Regions from separate parts of the Hordeum vulgare genome. Here region 1 is linked to region 2. A link is a contact called in public Hi-C data. All regions are on one chromosome and are shown on one strand. Each heading gives the region's core, a stretch centred on a gene start, on an enhancer-like site or on the middle of the called end of the contact. The rest is flanking DNA. Distances are from core to core; before and after follow the strand shown. Region 1 holds the start of LOC123397658. Region 2 holds the start of LOC123395596 (transcription factor E2FA-like).

Evidence for each region. A called contact is a pair of places that touch in the nucleus more often than the background predicts.
Region 1: a contact with region 2 is called in a Hi-C map of leaf, with 5 times the contacts expected there. The contact joins the promoter of LOC123397658 here to the promoter of LOC123395596 in region 2. A contact is called at or near these places in 5 of 6 Hi-C or Micro-C datasets (leaf, seedling and an unstated tissue) and 1 of 1 datasets of contacts at active chromatin or transcription factors (embryo).

The regions. Positions count from the first base shown.
Region 1 is chr5H:268,768,574-268,771,273 of MorexV3_pseudomolecules_assembly, reverse strand. LOC123397658 reads right to left here and starts at 1,406. Exons shown (of 1, transcript XM_045092194.1): 1 at 297-1,406. The coding sequence starts at 1,186. The coding sequence ends at 527. It overlaps LOC123397659 (putative HVA22-like protein g), which reads left to right. Exons shown (of 6, transcript XM_045092195.1): 6 at 1-246. The coding sequence ends at 21.
Region 2 is chr5H:268,212,154-268,214,853 of MorexV3_pseudomolecules_assembly, reverse strand. LOC123395596 (transcription factor E2FA-like) reads right to left here and starts at 1,276. Exons shown (of 14, transcript XM_045090621.1): 1 at 956-1,276. The coding sequence starts at 1,117.

The sequences.
Region 1 (2,700 bases), core at 157-2,656, 560 kb before region 2:
CATAATGATAAGGACTATTAAAGGAGAGGGATCAAATTTTACACTAGTTGAAGGAAATGATTGTGTACATAGAAATAGAATGATTCAAGCAAAGGTCGTCAAATTGAAAGATGAAATCTAGTACATAGAAAACAAACCCAGCAATTGACCCAGTGTGAAGAGATATGAATGTAGCATGTTGTAGACTTGTGATATAAGTTTATTGTCTCTTTTTTCTACCGATCAATTTACTTCAATTATTTTCCACATGCTTGTGTGCTGACCATTTTACTTTCCATTATTGCATCAATCATGAGTTCATGACGACTAATCAGCTTTGTTAGTAGTATGACATTCATCATTTCTCTTGTTGCTATCATTCCTCTTTGTGTCTAATCCTACCAAATTATTTACACAAATTACAACCCAAACATAAGCCGGAAAACTCTACGAAAAAATCTAATCGCACAAACGAAAAGAAGAAAAGAGAAATCGAAGAGATTTCAGGTGCAACGAGGACCGCATGGAGGTGCGCCGGGCGGAGAAGTCAAGGCCGGAAGAGTGCTCCGATGAAGCTGAGGCAGTCGAACAGGAGGCGGCAGAGCGGGCCGCGCCAGCGCCGGCTCCGGCGGGTTGGGTCCTCCCTCGCCGACGGCGTCATCTGCAGGTACGCGTACGCTGCGTGTTTTACCAGCGGGTGGCGTATCATGTGTATGTCCCCACAGCTGCCGGTGCCACCGATGACGCAGGCCGCGGGCGAGCCCCCAGCCCCCGCGTACCGCGGCGACGATAGGATGTCCCGGAGGCTGGTGTACCCGTTCCCTCTGCCGTCGTAGTCGTTGCTGGGGATCTCGATCCCCGGCGGGGGGCACGACGGAGCTCGCTTGAGTGGCGTGCGCCAGTGCCGGAGCTCGAAGTTCCCCTTGGTGCCACCGTTTGCCAGCGGCGAGCGCAACCGGCCGCGGTAGTGGTGCGGCGACGGCGACGGGGACGGAGAGACCGGCGTGGCAGCCAGCGCTGCCGATGGCATAATCGGACCTGCAGCTACGGAGGATGGTGGATTGATAAGAATCGAATCAAACAGCTCGAGAGCAAGACGACGACTTTGAACGGGAGAGAGGAGAGAGAGAGAGGGAGAGAGGGGGAAGCAATTCACTCGAGTATATAAATGGGAAAATAGTTGGTCGGAGGCTGCTCTGGCCCGCATGTCATCCAGCACAAAAAGTTTCTAAGGGCGTCAAAATAATCATACAATTTGTTTGGAGGGAGGAGTGAGTAGTATCTGGGCCTGGAACGGCTCGTCAGATCGGCTTCGGGTGGAGGGGTGTGGGCCCGCGACAATTATTGGATCCACGTCGGCACAGCGACGATTGAACGTGCTTCTCCATGCTGCTGCGTTTCTCCGTGGGGATTTTGGGCGTTTTAAGCTGCTCTTTAGCACTATTACAGCCGGCATCCTAAACCCCTCAACATCATATAGCCAGCAGCTGGCTGTACTATTAACCATGCTCTCATACGCCCGCCGGACACGCTGGAGCGATCAGTGAGGATGAGCGTCTCAAACGGATCTTAAGAGCAACTCGATCCAAATGGATATAGATTTTTTTTATCCATTTAAGTCGGCTGTTCGACTAACAGACATGCGACCGACAAGCGTGATCGATGAATGTGTCCAACGAGCAAAATGTTTTGCGCGGACAAGCGAGGAGGCAAAATCAAGCGACAAGTCAGAAAAGACGTCGACGAGGGCGTATGGCGGCCAAGCCCAAGGCAAAGGGCACCGAGCTCGCGAGTGTCCTAGTACGCGTCGCAACCGGTGATCTTCCTGTCGTCCGCTGCAGTTCCTTGAGTTCTCCCCGTCGACGGAGGTCTCCCCTTCCATGGACGGCGGCGCAGTCAACGATGCTTGGATCGAGCGAGGACAGGGATGCAGGCAACGCGACGGCCATGGGAGGAAGCAGGAGCTCGAGGGGCATGGGTTATTATGCGGCAGGGTGGATCCGGCGAGGAGGAGGTCGAAGTTGAGGCACCAGCACGCCATGGGAGGCATGCAAAGCTTCGGGCAGCACCATCCATGGCGGTTGGTACCCGTGGGAGAAGAGGAAGAGATTTTGAGAGAAGACGAGAGAAAGGGAGAGGAAGGAGAGATGGCCGGCGGCATGGTCAACAATGAAGGTTCGGTGACGTGCGGGGATGGGCTGTGGCGGCAGAAGCCTGGCTCGGGCTGACACGAGTGGACGAGAGCGACCGACGGGGGCATACGCTTTTGTCCGCCGCCGACCCATTTGTCGTCCATATTTGTGCCTAGTTTGGGTCGGAAACGGACATCAGACGGACATGTTGTCTGTTTGGGTCGCCCTGTTGGGTGTTTAAATGATTCAAATGGACACGAGCGAACAAAATGGTTCGCCCAATTGGAGTTGCTCTAAACACCGGACTGATCCACACCTTCCATATCCATTTTAAATATAGAATGGATATGAGGAGACCCGGGCGCATCAGACTGGCGATGGGGTCCCACACGTAATCGTCCAAAAATTCAACAGTCTGACGGGCATCTTCTCGAGTGAGGGTGTGAATGTCACGTGGTGCTGCGTCGGCTCGCCGCTTGAGGCCAAAGTCCAGCTACTTAAGCCGGCCGGCATCCTCAACCCTAGCCACATCCACTCCCTCCCTCTTCATGCCGCCAGCCCAAGCTCATCCACCTCCCTCATCTCGCCG
Region 2 (2,700 bases), core at 27-2,526:
AAGTTTTCTGCAGCTACTGCAAGAATGCAGCGTCAATAAAGCATGTAGGATTCAAGAGAATCAGCTAAGGGGGGAAAGAGCCATAAGAGAATAGGGTTCTGGAACGAAATAATTAGAAGTGTAATTGTTAGTAATGGACCCTAGGGAAGTTACTGGAATATGATTTGATAGTTTTATACCCTGGAATTGTACCGTATCAACCAATAAATTAACAAGACAAGTCATAACAACTGCCATGAAACAGTGATGGGTTTTTTCAGTCAGAAGACACTGTTTTTGTTAAGTTTATATTATCTCTGTAGCTCTTTCAGTAAATTATAAAATGTTCTGCCTGTTTTCACAGTGGTGAATTTAGCTAAAGGATGAAACTCATAACATAGTCCACACCTCAATTATGAGAGTTGTGGAGAATGTCTTAGCTTTGAGGTTTCCAAGCCAGCACAACATGCTACACAATCTAATAGCTTGAGCCACTATAGGTTGCGAGGAGTAAAATGAAGTAAGGCGTCAATTGAGAGCAGCTGGGAACATTATATGCTTTGTAGGAGGATGGCTCGTAAGAAAGCGTGACTAAGTAGAATAACATGGGCCTTCCCATCAAATCTTACCAATCTCCACATATTTAGTTCGTTCAGATTCCACCTTAGACACTCTTCTAGAAATAGTGAAATGCATTGTAAATAAAAGCTTTACTGGAGTGCGCCACAACCCACAGCAATTTCGCCTCCAACACATCCAAAAACAACCATTCCCCTCCACCCCAGCTTGGCCTTTCCCAAATCTACAGTGACACGCTCAAGCATTGCTACGCCCGATCTACCGCGGCGGCTCAGATGAGCTCCCCTCGTGGTGAGCTGGACGGGACGGGGCGAGTTGCGTCCTATAAGCATCCAACTGAAGAACCGAAACAGTGAATCCATTGAGAAAGCTCCTTGACAAGCCCACCCCAACTCACTGGCGTCCTGAGGACGACGGCCTCCGTCATCTCGGCGCTGGCGCCGCCGTCGGCCGGGCCGAAATGGTGGTACTCGCCAGGTGGCGACCCGAACGGCTGGTAGCGCTGCAGCAGCACGCGCGCCGCGCCCTCGCTGCTGGTCCCGCCGCCGGCGGCCGCCATGGTGATTCGAGGAGCGGCGCGGAGCAGCGGATGGATCGGGCCGGGCGCGGGGCGGGGCGGGGCGCTTAGGGTTTGGATCTGAGGATTTTTGGCGGCAGAGGGGGAGAAAACGAGGGAAAGGAGGGGGTGAGGGGGCAGGAAAGGAGGGAAAATTGTGGTTTGGGTAGTGGGGGATGAAAGTTATGGTCTCGGAGAGAAGATGGGGCACTGTTTTAGAGGACTGGGACGGGAAATGTAAGCGGTTTCTTTTTTTCCATACAACCTTTTACTATGATCTTGTTCGAATGAAATAAGCATTTGGCTTCTTCACTGAGAGAAATGAGAGCATCGAACAAGAGTGAGTGGCGATGTACACTTCGTAGTGAAACGTGGCAGCAAGGAAAACGTCTCTGTTGAAATGAAAAATAAATAAAGCGAGGAGAACGTCCAACTGTGTGGGGCCCGGGTTCCGTGGAGAGATGCGCGCGCTTTTATTTTCCCGCCGCGGCGCTTGTGGCGTTCCCCTGACGCGTGGGTCAACCACCAGCTCGAGCGCGCGCTGGTTTTGGGTTTTTGGCGCGGAGACTCCTGATTGGTTCAAGCCGGCGCGCCCACGGCTAAATGAATGCGCCCCAATGCTTACACGCACACAAAGCTGCTCGCTACGTCCACGCTGAAGAGCAGGTAACGTAGACCTGAGTCAGCTGGATATAAAAAATAAATTAATATATTTTTTTAGTTAAAAGAAGGAAAAAAAAAAAAGTAAGTGTGCTCTTAGCTAAGAGCCAGCACTAGCACGTGTTCATAGGTATTTTGTGAGTATGAAAGATGGATCATATAATAAAGAAGCAGTACACTTTTACAATAAACCATTATACATGTTCACTATAAGATGGACTATAGATGACATGGCAATAGCTTATAACCAGCAGCTTGCTATACTATTGTACTTCCTCTAATAAACACGCTACACGATTTTTAGTAGAAAGAGACGTTACGGTCGACGACGATGCGTCTATGCTGACTTTTGTAAATCTCAATATGACATGCCGACCCAGTCTCTCAGAGGTGTTCATAAGGATAGAGTGTGTATATATGCATTCATATGGGGTGAATGTATGGACGTGTATATAAGCGTTTCGTCTATATTGTGTTTAGAAAAATATGAATACTAATATAATATTTTCTTACCTTTTTCCTAAATCAAATGTATACAAACATATTTTATTGTTTTAGTGTGTTTGTTCATTTATTTTGTGTGTGTATATAATTCATATTGAAATATCTAATACTCAATATTTGTGAACGTAGGTAGCGCTTCACCGGATGTGTCATGGCAATATAGAAAACATAAAAAATACTTTCTTCATTCATATGCATACAAAGTGTAATAACAGACAAATAATAGAAGAGTAGAGTATATGCCTCGCTTGTCTCAAACAATCATTCCACTCTTTCCAAACAGTCAATAAGAGCATCGTCGACGAACCCATAAATTTCCTCTCGCATTCGTTCGTGGATAGAGGGCCGGTTTGTAAACATGGATGCGTGATGACGGCATCCAACATTAGTGTGTATATATCCGTCAGTAAATTCAAATTCAA